3 separate regions of the Mus musculus genome follow, and regions 2 and 3 are each linked to region 1. Evidence: chromatin contacts called from public HiChIP or PLAC-seq data. All regions are on one chromosome and are shown on one strand. Each heading gives the region's core, a stretch centred on a gene start, on an enhancer-like site or on the middle of the called end of the contact. The rest is flanking DNA. Distances are from core to core; before and after follow the strand shown. Region 1 holds the start of Pik3ap1 (phosphoinositide-3-kinase adaptor protein 1). Region 2 has its middle 9.2 kb from the start of Frat2. Region 3 holds the start of Rrp12 (ribosomal RNA processing 12 homolog (S. cerevisiae)).

Evidence for each region. HiChIP or PLAC-seq counts read pairs in DNA pulled down with a chosen protein or histone mark.
Region 2: a contact with region 1 is called in a FOXA1 HiChIP or PLAC-seq map of pancreatic cancer cells. The contact joins the enhancer-like site here to the promoter of Pik3ap1 in region 1. A contact is called at or near these places in 5 of 39 promoter capture datasets (the C10 cell line, cranial neural crest, hippocampal neurons and 2 more) and 3 of 115 datasets of contacts at active chromatin or transcription factors (large pre-B cells, pancreatic cancer cells and pro-B cells).
Region 3: a FOXA1 HiChIP or PLAC-seq map of pancreatic cancer cells shows a contact between it and region 1. The contact joins the promoter of Rrp12 here to the promoter of Pik3ap1 in region 1. A contact is called at or near these places in 1 of 39 promoter capture datasets (pre-B cells) and 2 of 115 datasets of contacts at active chromatin or transcription factors (bone marrow-derived macrophages and pancreatic cancer cells).

The regions. Positions count from the first base shown.
Region 1 is chr19:41,382,601-41,387,068 of GRCm38.p6, forward strand. Pik3ap1 (phosphoinositide-3-kinase adaptor protein 1) reads right to left here and starts at 2,502. Exons shown (of 17, transcript NM_031376.4): 1 at 2,357-2,502. The coding sequence starts at 2,369.
Region 2 is chr19:41,855,174-41,859,393 of GRCm38.p6, forward strand. No RefSeq gene overlaps it. Among named protein-coding and RNA genes, the nearest start is that of Frat2, 9.2 kb to the left of the region's middle. Within about 2 kb of position 2,433, at least 46 of the 459 cell types and tissues checked have an H3K27ac peak or open chromatin away from gene starts, as enhancers often do. A contact at or near this core is called in pancreatic cancer cells, where this site is marked.
Region 3 is chr19:41,894,892-41,899,119 of GRCm38.p6, forward strand. It overlaps Rrp12 (ribosomal RNA processing 12 homolog (S. cerevisiae)), which reads right to left and starts at 1,262. Exons shown (of 34, transcript NM_199447.2): 1 at 1,048-1,262; 2 at 257-486. The coding sequence starts at 1,186.

The sequences.
Region 1 (4,468 bases), core at 1,252-3,751:
CCTCTAATGGCAAGAAATTTAAGAAGACCGGGGGATTAGGCTACAGTTGAGTGAACCTTGAACACATCATGCAGTGTGAAGGAAGTCAGTCACTAAAACCACAGACTACATAATCCCATTCATGGGCAAGCCCAGAGTGGGGCAATCTAGAAGAAATACTGGAGAGGAGGTGAGAAGAGAAAAGACCTCTCTTTGAGTTGATAATAACATTCTCCCAGATTCACATACTGGCAAGGACACTAAAGGCCACTTACAGCACTCTTTCAGGCACAGCCAATCAGTAGCCCATGAGCTGAATGTGTCCCAGGATAGCTATGGGTGTGGCTCCACTCATTCATAGATGACATCATGCCACAGTATCAAAAGCTGGGCACACAGCATATTGAGTGCATGCATTATGACATTGTTTTTAAAATAAGGACGCCATACAGGATATTGGCCTGGATGGCTCTCCAGCCTATAGCATGTTAGTGGGAAACCTGGCTTTCCCCTAACTATATATGACCTGCCCTCAGGGCTACTCATAAGTATAGACAAGTACCCAGGGAGCCCAAAGGAACGCAGTCTCACACCGCCTGGCATAGTGTTCCACCACAGAGGACACTGACAGCAGAGTTTTGGACAGCTTTATCCACTACCCCAGCTTTGGTTGTTGGGTTAGAGTCTTCATCTGAACCTGAGTCCACCCTTCAAACCTAGCCCCTTCAGTTATTCCCCTTAGAGCCAGCCATCAAGACACTGGACAGGAAAAGCAGGTTGCTCAAAGGCTTCCCAGTGTGCTGTCCTCTAGTGCACAGCAGCCCAGAGCCCATCCCATCCAGGAAAGGAGACAAACAGGAGCTTAGCCACCTTATTTTTAACTCTCCCCAAACCCTCCATCCACCCAGCTACCATAGCTGTTCCGTGTATCTCAAACACATAGAATAGACCCCTTGCCTGGGACATACTCCTCCCCAGGACCCCCTGCCTTCCCTCCTTCAGGGCTTGCCTACTTTCCCCTGTCCACTTTCCCGATGCACCTGCCTTGATTTTGTTATTCAATGAGCTGTTGCCTCCCCTGTTCTCAGTTACACAGCTTTCATCTTCTTACGACAGTGCCTGGAAACGGCAAGCACTCAATAAAGTTTGTCCAGTGAGTGGACCCTGAGCCACAGTGCTGCTTTATCCCATAGAGCCTGGCTAGGGAACCGCAGGCCATTGATGAACCACCCTCCCAGCCCCTTCAATAATAATAATAAGCATGTATTATCAAAGCCTTTTCTACCTTCGTTCCAAAGTACCATGACCCAAGGCTAGACCTTAGCAGATCTGGAGACAGTTGGCTTTAGCATCTGCTCCCTTCCCTCCCAAGCATTGACTTCCCCCAGCCCACGCTACACGATCTCTCTCAAGAGATGCTATCATCTGGTTTTCATTCTCTCTCAAAGCATCACGCTGGAGCTAGGTAAACACAAGTCAGCCAAACCGAAAACATGGCAACTCTCTCTTCTCATCTAGCAATTCCTCATTTAGTTACTGTTTTCTTTCACACCACCAAAACTCTGTGGTGAACAGAGACCAGACCGACAAGGTTCTCACCAAGAATCTACTACGCCTATAGCCACTGAGGTGTATAGGTGCTGCTCACTAACTGTCTCTCAACGTTGTCCTTACATGGTTTGTCCTGAACCTCAGCGAGCTAAGGACTTGCCAAGTGTACATATGCTCATGAGCTAGAAAGAAACCCAAGACCAACCAGAAGAAACTTCTGGCACCTTTTGATGATTTGCCCACCAAATTCCAATTACCCCTGGGCACATAAGTTACATAGAGAACAGAGTAAGAGTAAAATTAGAGTGTGGTCTCGGTTTTTTACCAAAATTCCAGAGAAGATATACAATCGCGGTGGACAAAGGGGGCTTCTGAAGCTGTCCCTGGACCACCTAAGACTGCCTGAGCGCCCCCTATTGGTTGGATAAGACCCTAAGAGAAGCATCTGGCTTCTTACAGAATCCGCCCTCCACCTCCTATCAACTGTCCTCAGAGTACTCAGAGTTAGAGCTGAGAAAGCGACCCTTGGCAACTTACAGCTAGAAGGGAGAAAAGAAGACTTAGAAACTGGGATAGGTCGAGCCCCAGGCAGGAGCAAGACAGAATCGTGCACAGACCGGTTAGGGGAAACGTGAGAAAGTTCAGAGGGGAAGTTTGCGACAGAGACTGGAGAAAAGACCGGAAAGAATACAAAATCCCCTCACTAAAGACTAAAGAAGTAGGGAGACAGGTCTCAAGACTGGGAGGGTGGTGTCAGAGAGCCTCAAGGACCAGGGGCGCGCGAGCCAGGAGCCGGGAGCTGGAGAGCGCTGCGCCTGCTACCCACCTGAGGCTGCCATGCCGTCCCGGGAGCAGCTCGCATCCCCGGCTGGCACCGGAGCACGGTATCCGGTGCCCACAGCCGCGGTAGGCGACGTCGCTGGCGCGGGGTTAGAAGCAGAGTCCAGCTGTGCTCAGGACAGTGGCGACTCTGGCGCTTCCTCCTGCCGGGCAGCGGGGACTCGCACGGGGGCGTGTCCAGAGGGTCTGCCCCGCCTGCGGGGCTCCGCGTGGCACCTGCACGCGCGGCGGTTGGGGAGGGGAAGTGAGAAGTCCACACGACCAGCCGCCAGCTCCCGGCGCCGACCCCTGCTCGTGCCACGTGTGTCCCGAAAGCAGGCAGCCACCTCGATGTCCCCCAAGAGCAGTCTGAGGTGCTGGAACTGGGGGAGGGAAGACAGACTGTAGGGCTAGCTAGTCTCAGACTTGAAGTGGGGAGGCATAGCACAGCTGTCCCAACCACCTTGTCCCTTGGGACTTGTCCTTGAGACACTGCCCCCAAGAATAGGGAAGGCCTGCAGGAAGGGGAAGGAGAAGCACCTGGCCCTAGGGTCTTGGCGTTGCCCTTGGGTGCCCTCCTGTGACCCTTCTGCATTTCCTTGGATCTGGCCCTCTAAGGGCACATGGGTGTTAAGCATAATCTTTGATAGATAGATGTTATCACTGCCAAGAACCTTCCACACACGATTGTTCCACTTCCACTATCAGAGCTCTTTGGCTTTCTTCCATCTTCCTCCACTTTAAAAAAAAAAAAAAAAATCTTAGTTTATTTATTTTGTGTGCTTGTGTGGGAATGTGCATGCACATGTTGTTCGGTTCACAGAGTGGACAGAGTCTGTTCTCTCCTTCCACCATGGAGTTCTGGTAAATCAAACTGATCAAAGTGGCTAGACACTAGGCAGCAGGCACCCTTACCCTGAGCCATGTCACCAGCCCCTTTCCCACTTCTGAGGGAATACATTAAACTGCCCGGATCGTCCAGGAAAAGACATCTAAGGGCCCCTTGATGGCAGCCTCAATACATCTATCTACAACTTCAGACCCTTGTCCTATAATGTAGCAAATTCACAGATCCTAGAGATTTGAGTCTGGGTATCTTTGGGCATAGTTTCTCCACCTAACACAGGCCAAGGGTCCCTAAAGCAGAGATGAACATGCTGCCTGCCATTCCCCCTGTTTAGGATATCCTTGGCCTCTGCCCCTACTCTGACACACCGTGATAGCCATTTCACACTATTAGAGTTCTTTAATTGAGCTTATAAAAACATTTCTTTATTTTTTCCAGAATGGCTTTAATTGATGCTTCCTGTATTCAGCTCTAAGTTCCTCAAAGTTAGCTCAATCTTTTTTGCTGTGGAGTCTCTATCCTCTGGTGCTAACTCTGGCCAGAAAATGTGCTCAGAAATGCATATGACCAGTAAATCCTTAGATCTGAGATCCAGGGACAGACCCCTCTTTTGAGACACTGAAAATTTGAGAATCCTGAGCCAAGAAGGAGGGACTATAAAATGCCAAAGTTAAGCCGGATGTTATAAAAGCCATTAGAGAGCAATGCTAACGGGAGGATTTAAAGTTTAGAGATCCTGAGCTTGAAGTGTCTGTGTGATGGGGAGCCCTGTCATGGCAGAAGGGCAAGGATGCAAAGGGTTGGGGGTTGAGAACCTTGTCATGGATGCCATCGTTGGAGTTGAGGCAGCAGTAGTGGGTGGGGCAAGGGGGTAAAGAGACAGAACCAGAGCAAGGGCAGAGCCATGGAGACGCCCACGCAAGACCACGGGTGCTTCTGCATCTTTGCTGAGTAGGAACAGGAACCCAATGTTTGGGAGGACCAGGCATGGGGGCCTTGGAGGCAAGGCTGTTAGTATTTGAGGATCACTGTGAGGCCCTGGGGAGAATGTCACCAGGCAGAAGGACAAGCCACTGCTGACACTGTAACCAATATGCAGGAGCCCAGGCTGGAGCAGCGGAATATGAGCAGGAAATGGGATGGGTGGTAGGACCAGAGCGTGGAGCAGGGACGGAGTTTAGCACCCTGAATTCTTATCTGACTCCTTCACTTACCGTTATGGAGCCTCGGCCAAGCTGTGACCCTGAAAGCCCACAGCTTCCTGGTGTGGAC
Region 2 (4,220 bases), core at 1,183-3,682, 470 kb after region 1:
CGAAGTACCATTCCTAGCTCCCACATGGTGGCTCACAACCCTCTGTAACTCTAGTTCCAGGGGATCTGATGCCGGCTTCTGTGACCCAGGGCCTTGTGTCTCCTAAGCAGCAGTTCTACTACTGAGCCACATGCTCAACATCAAGCTTTTGTTTGAGTGTTTATTTCCTTCTACTTCCTTTTCGTCAGAAGTTTAGCCTGAACTGCTAGGTACACAGATTCCCCTTACTTTTTATACTTCACTTTTCTGACCTAACTGGCTCCTGACAACCTTCTCCTGAAATGTAACCTTCACCTAGTCTCCAGGGTATCATGTTTTCCTGGCTGGTTTTCTGACTTCTTTCTCTTTCTTCTCTCTCCTCTCTCTCTTTCTCTCTCTCTCTAATAAAAAGGCTTATTTATTTATTTATTTATTTGGCTTTCTCAAGGCAGAGTTTTTCTGTGTTGCTCTGGCTGTCCTTGAACTCAATTTGTATGAATGAGGCTGGCCTCAAACTCAGAGACCCATCTACCACTGCCTCCCACGTGCTAGGATTAAAGGTGTGCACCATCATGCCCAGGTTATATTTTACTGTTTGTCTATTTGGTTGGTTGGTTGTTTTGTTTTGCTCAAGACAGGGTTTCTCTGTAACCCTATCAGCCCTGGATCTCCTGCTAGACCAAGCTGACCTCAAACTCGGATTTGCCTGCCTCTGCCACCTGAGTGCTGGGATTAAAGGTGTGTGCTACTATACCCAGCTTACATTTTATTATTATCATTATTATTATTATTTTTTTTTAGAGACAGGGTTTCTCTGTGCAGTAGCCATGGCTATCCTGGAACTGGCTTTGTAGACCAGGCTGGCCTCATATCAACTTGCCTTTGCTGAATTAAAGGTGTGTGTCACCATTGCTCACCATTGTATTTATGTTTATAATTTTATATAATACTTTTATTTTATAAAATATAAAAACCTTTATAGTGTGTGTGTCTGTCTGTCTGTCCGTGGAGACCAGAGATGTTGAATACCCTGGAGCTAGAGTTACATGTTGTAAACTGTCCAATGTAGGCGCTGGGAAGGAAACTAGAATCCTTTAAAGGAACAGTGCACACCCTGAACCACTGAGCCATTTCTTCAGTGCCCTGGTTTTTCTGCCTTATTAGTTGTTCCTCCTCTAGTTCTCACTTCGGGCACCCCATCCTCCTTAGAGGTGATGACTCTATCACTCACATGTTGATATTTCAGCCTCTCTCTTCCCCACCCTCACCCCTGTGTTGATAGCTCCTCTGCTAGCCTTGAGTCTCTAGACTGTTGCACCCAGAAGTTGCTCGCTGGTCACTGTTTTCACTGAATTGTTGGTTTGTTTGCTTTATCTACCTCCACCTCAACTGCTTTAAAAAAAAAGATGTATGTATGTATGTATGCATGAATGTATGTATGTATGCATGCATGCGGGTGTTTTGTTTGCATGTTTGTCTGCACACCAGAAGAGGGTATCAGATCCCATGAGACTACAGTTATAGTTGTGAGCTACCATGTGGGTGCTGGGAATTGAACTCTGGACCCTCGGAAGAGCAGTCAGTGCTCTTAACCTCTGAGCCATCTCTCCAGCCGGCCTCCCAACTTTTGTTGGAAGTGCTTCACTCTGAACAAGTGCAGAAGTGTTTATGGAAGTAAGGGAGATGGATGGAGAGGGGGAAAAAAAAGAACATGAAAGAAAGAAAAGACATGAAGAGCATCCTGCAGGTTTGCCTCCCAGAAGGTGGAAGGGAAAGGGTACACTCAGCCCTGCCCTTTGCTGGCCTGCCCTGCCCTTCACCTCAGCCAAGGCAGCTCACAGTGCTCAACCTCCTCACCTAGACCAGTTCTGAGTTGGCTCTTGTGCTAGGGACGCATTTGGAGAGTAAAGAGCCCCCAAGGTAAGTACGGGGAAGAACAGATACTGGTGTGGCATCTGCAGATTCACAGCCCAACCTCCTGGTGCCACCAAGTTCTCTCCAGGGCTGAGTGTAGCAGGTTGTGAGGATATGAGCTTGAACTCCCATGCCTGGCCCCATAAGTCTTCAAACCAGGAGCTCACTCAGACTTTGAGACGGGTGGAGCTTAAGTAAACTGCTAGGTGGGAATCCTAAACCACAATCAGAATGCAATCTACTGTGGTAGGAGTCACAGAGATGGAGGGTGTGTGTGACTGCCCCAGGTAAAAGCCGTGCCAATCTGGGTTGCAACTGCTGCTTCTGGCCCCCATATGGGAGTTTCCAACCCAGCCCTAGTGATCAGGTGTGTCTGGTTGTACATCCCAGGCCCTGTGTAAAGTGCTAAGAAAGGGAACACTTGTGGCCCATGTGGCAGTCCTCCTCTTGGCAGGGAATTGTCTTCAGAATACCAGATGTCAGAGTCACCACTGGCTGATTGTGGTGTATGCTTTGAGTGCGCCCCACCTCCCTGGAAGGAGCAGTACTTGCAGTTGGGATGATTAAGAGGGCATGTTTAGATAAGAATGATTGTACAGTGACGCTATCAATACACACGATGTATAAAATCTGCTCAGGGTGATAACTATCCCTTGTTATTTTACAAGCTTATTTGCTCTGTGGTCTCAAGTCCAAGAGCTCTAGTGTAGTCGCAGATCTGGTTAAGAGCAAGGCTTCAAAGGTTCACAACCTGCTGAGGAGCTGTAGAGATAGATGTATAGGCCACTCCTGGATCCATTCACAAACCCATCTGCCCGATAGCCGAGCTTCCCATGCTCTTTGGAATTGTGATTTTTTTCAACACTGAGATCTAGAGGGTACGTGTAGGTCTTCAGAGTGACATCACAAAAATAGAAAAACCAAGCTGCCCTTTGGACATTACCCTATAGGCTAGAGGATCAGTTCTCCCTATCAGGCCCTAGAAGCAGCTGACTGTCTCCTTTGCAAGAGCCAGAAGAGCTGGGCTCAGAAATCTGATCCAGGCATGCCATGTGTGAAGGAGCCTGAGCCTAATTAAATCTCAGAAACACTTTCCTGCAGCAGGGACAGACTCAGCCTGGTTCACACAGGGAGAAGGATCTTTCCTGCTTACTCCCTGTGGGTGCTGGGCCCCAACAGGCTGCTGGGGTGGGGGAATAGGCCACACCCCACAGGCAGGTCCCACCACAAGGACAATACTTCCAATCTATGGAGTCCCCTTTCTGTTTCCTAATTGCTTTAACCACTGATTTTGGCTTAATGCAGAGCCGAGTATGTTCTGGGTAATCATTGTATCTTGGGTCATTACACTTCTCACTACTTAGTAAAAAAGTACATTTTTGCTGGGTGTGGTGGTACATGCGTTTAATTCCAGCATTTGGGAGACAGAGGCAGGCAGATGTCTGTGAAGTCAAAGCCTGCCTGGTCTACAGAGTGAGTTCCAGGACAGCCAGGGCTACAAAGAGAAACTTATTTTTCAAAAGTTGGAAAAGAAATCACACTTTTGACTAGACTTGTTCCTGAGCCCAGAACTTGTTTAATTCTGATTTGAGATTTGCAGAGCTGACCCCACAAACCCAGCTCTGGTATGAGAATATAGCATCAAGCTACAATTCTTATTTGATTTTATTATTTGGGGGGAGGGGACAACTGGTCCCATCATGCATCTCATGCTTACTTGAGACTTACAGAGGTCTGCCTGCCTCTGCCTCCAGAGTGATGGCATTAAAGGCACACACCATCATGCTCAACCTATAGGTCTTAGTGAGTGTCCTGTTGCTGTGAAGAGACAACCATGACAAAGGCAACTCTTATAGAAGCTTACAGCTTCAGAGGGGTCTACCCATTATCACAGCATGGAGCACAGCAGGCAGACATGGTGCTGGAGTTGAGAGTTCTACATCCAGACCAGTAGGTAGAAGACAGACAGACACTGGGTCTGGCTTGAGCTTTTGAATCCTAAAAGCCTACCCACCAATGACACACTTCCTCCAACAAGGCCACACCTCCTAATCCTTCAAATGGTACCACTCCCTAAGCATTAAAATCTGTGAGCCTATGGGGCCATTCTTTCTAAAAACACACTATACACTCCTGACTTCACTGGTGTCTGACCACGCAGCCTTGAAATCCTGTTCTGGAGGGCTGGGCTTGTGGCTCCGTTGACAGAACTTGTTTAGCATGAACACAACCCTGGGTTCCATGCCCAGCACCTCATAGAATGGCTATAATCCCCACAAGAGGATTAGAAATTTCAGGTCATCCTTGGGCCAGCCTGGGCTCCATGA
Region 3 (4,228 bases), core at 12-2,511, 510 kb after region 1:
CTTTGAAGCCAGTCTGGTCTACAAATGGAAACTTTGTCTCAAAAAAATAAACAAAAAAATTTCAAACATATATGAACATTAATTACCACACACGATTTTTAAGGGGACTCTGCCCAAGAGTGTATGTGAGGGGCACAAAGGGTAAGAGAGATGACACATCATCCAGAAATACCAGTTGCTGTCACCAGAGCTGTATGAAAGTCATCTTGAATGTGCCCTGCCTACTGCCCTACAAACTCAGCAACCAATCTCCTACCTCCTTGTGAGCAGCTGAGTTGGATTCCCAGAAGCGCTGCACTTTGCTGAAAGTGACATTTGTACAGTCAGACAAGCCACTCAGAAACGTGCCCGAGGACTTCTCGGTGAAAGCCACCTCTGGATCTTGGTCCATGGTCGTCTCAGGGGCTTGGCTTTTGCCCAGGCTCAGGGTCCCCGACTGCAGCTCATTATGCAACTTCACAGCATCAACAGTCAGGTCGCTCTTTCCTGAGAACCAGAGTAACAAGGTAATGGCCCCATTTCCACCCAAACTTCCTTTAGCTGAAGGAACAGAACCCCTAAGAAACAAACCAGAGGGTTTAGACCCCCCCAATCCCAGCGGCAGGATTCCAAACCAGGCTTGCCTGCACAGCCCTGTGTACGCTTGCAATTTTCAAGGCCAAGAGAAAGGAACCCCAGATCTGTTTCTGCTTCCCTGTACTAAAGGCACAGGGACATCCAGAGCCAGGGTCGTATACTGTACGGAGACACCCGAAGGCTGAAGATGTGGGTTAGTAGTTGAGTGTTTAGTTAGCGTGCACAAAGTCCTGGGTTCGCTCCCTGACACTCCCTCAACATATACATAAATCTAAAGGGGCATCCAAGGGTAGTGACGGCCGTGTCCCTGAGACCGCGGTATCCTAGACAAGTCATTTCCCTTCAGAGGACAATTTCCGCATCTGTCAAACTCGAGGGGCGGGCCTTCACAGTGAGCGCCAGGACTGACATTACAAAGTGGCAGGCCGAATGCCACAAGATGCCGCCCAAGGAGTCCCACGGCCCGGCTACCTGACGGGCGGCTGAAGAAGCGGCTCCGAGCGGCCTGGCGATGGCGGCAAGTGGCGGGGTTGCTGTCGCTGCTGTGGCCTTTCTTCCAGCGCTTCAACTTGGCCGAGACACCAGAGGGCAATTTCCCCGAGCGACCCATGTTGACCAAACGGTGGCTCGCACTCGCCCAGAGAACAAGCGTCCACACACGCCGAAAAGACAGCAGAAGCCACGGCAGAACCCACGTGTGTGTCCTCAGCCGGCTCCGCAGCCCCTTCCTCTGATGTCACTTCCTGTCTCCAATCTGTTACCATGGCAAAACCAATCAACATCCGTTCTGAGGCTTCCTATTTGCTTTGCGATCTTAACGCTGGGGAAGGAGTTCTGGTGTTTCGGATGCTGTGTGGGCTCCTGATGCACCGCCAAGATTCGTGGCCGTGAAGGAAAACCTTGTAAAACGGGAATTTCTTTGGAATTAAAAGACAAATTTATATTACTCTCAAAGAATCAGTTGTTCAGCCGGGCGTGGTGGCGCACACCTTTAATCCCAGCAGAGGCAGGTGGATTTCCGAGTACGAGGCCAGCCTGGTCTACAAAGTGAGTTCCAGGGCAGCCAGGGCTATACAGAGAAACCCTGCCTCGAAAAACAAACAAACAAACAAAAATCGGTTGTTCAAGCGGAGCGGTGGTGTCCGCACGCTTGTAATCCCGGCAAACTGGAAGACTGTCGTGAGTTTAAAGCCAGCCTAGTCTCCACACTGCGAGATGCAAAATCCTGTCTAAAAACAAAAATAACAAAATAAATACATCAGTAATCCCAGCGCCTAGGTAACAGACGTTGGTTGATCTCCGTAATTTCAAGGCCACACTGCTCTAAATATTGAAATAGTGAACTCCAAGACATTCAGGGCTACACAGTGAGAACCTGTCTCAAAAAACAGAAACAAACAAACAAAAAACCCTAATAAAGTTTAAAAAAGAAAACAATAATCAAAAACTATGGATGTATAACAAATGAAAACATCTTGGCCTCACGAGAGATAAAAGCAACAACTAGTGCCCACGACTTGCTTTGCAAATTGAAACCACAACGGAATAACGACAGAAAGGAGCAGTGGTGGTGCCCTGTTGCCAAGAACACAGCCCTGATGTCTCCATGTGCTGCTGTTGGTTGATATGGGCACTTTGGGAAACTAGTACTATTTTTAAAAGATGTATTTCTTAAGTTATGTGTACACCCGTGTGATGGTATGAATTCAGGTGCCTGTGGAGGCCGGAAGCATCAGACCCCCTGGAGCTGGAATTACGAGCAGTTATGAGCTGTCTGAGGGTGCTAGGAGAAACCTGTCTCAGGTCTTCTGCAAGAGCTGTGTGTGAGTACACTATCACTGTCTTCAGACACACCAGAAGAAGGCATCCGATCCCATTACAGATGGTTGTGAGCCACCATGTGGTTGCTGGGAATTGAACTCAGGACCTCTGGAAGAGCAGTCATTGCTCTTAACCACTGAGCCATCTCTCCAGCCCTAGCATGAACTCTTCACTGTTGTTAATTCATCTCTCCAGCCCCTGCTCCCTGTTTGTATTTTGAGGTCTCGTGTGACCTATGTTGGCCTTAAACTCACAGCAATTCTTCTGCCTCTGCTTCGTGAGTGATGGGATTGCAGGCATGAGCCCTAACATCTAGCTTGGTCTAGTAGTATCTAATAAAACATATGTCCACTCTACCCAGCAATTCATTCCTATATATACACCCAACAGAGACGATTACTTACTTGCTAAAAAAGAGATAGTTGAGAACTAGAAGTGACCAAACACCCATCAACAGAATAGGTCAGATTCACTGTGATATAATGATATGTAATGGAATATTTTATCATTTTTAAACAGCAGCTTCTGCATAGTATACACAGAGATCTGCTATGTGCGTGTATGATTCAAATTAAATGGAAGACTCCAGACATAAAAGAATGTAGCCAGGCAGTGGTGGCGCACGCCTTTAATCCCAGCACTGGGGATGCAGAGGCAGGTGGATTTCTGAGTTCAAGGCCAGCCTGGTCTACAGAGTGAGTTCCAGGACAGCCAGGGCTATACAGAGAAACCCTGTCTCAAAAAAACAAAAAAACAAAAAAAAATGTGTATTGTATGATTCTATTAATTAAAAAAACAAAAGGACCCCAGTATTGGAATCTGGTACCAGCTGAGAGTAAGCACAGTAGATGTAGTTATAGTCTAATATCTTAGGGGTTTACATAGATGTATTCACCAAGTAATGGTTGTGTATTATATACTTACCTGAATGTATCTTAAAAAATAGAGGGGCTGAAGAGATGGCTCAATGGCCCAGCATCATACTCTGGTTTGCTTCTTTTCTATTTATTTATTTATTTATTTATTTATTTATTTATTGCAGAGGGAAGGGATGGGATAATCAAGCCCTTGCCATGTAACACATTCTTCTTTTGGATTCATGGCAATCCTCCTGCCTCTGTGTATGTGAAGGGCTTGAATTACAGGTGTACACTTCAATGTTCGGCTCATATATATTTTACCCTCTATACAATACTAAACCCACTGAGCTATCATTTGGAGTCAATATGAAAATGGCTGTCCGTTAAGTGACTTTTCTCACTGCTGGGACAAAATGCCCAACAAAGCTATTTAAAGAAGGAAGAATTTGTTTTGGCTTACAGTTTGAGGGAACAGTCCATTGTGGTAAGGAAGACAAGGTGCTAGGTGTGTTGAGCACATTGTGCCTGCATTCAGGAAGCAGGGACAGACAGACAGACAGACAGACAGAGGCTGATGGTACTCGCTTTCTTCTTATCCAGTCTTAGCCCATTGAATGTTGCTGTCCACATATTCAGGGTGGGTGTGCCCCTTCAGTTAAACATTTCTGGAAATGGCATTAGGCACACCACACACACACACACACACACACACACACACACACACACACACACACACACACTACAACCAGAAATTTGTCTTCTAGGTGAGTATAAATCCTATCAAGTTAACAATTAAAATTAACATGGAAAATTCCAAAAAAACAGGTCACGGTACTTGGCATGAGCATAGAGTCACATTGTCACCACAAGAGGGAGCATTTCAAGCAACCTGGGCTATACCCATATGGAAAGGCTGAAATGTTGGCTAGAGTAGAATTTTGCAGGCCCACTCTTCTTGCTCTTTGGTGAAC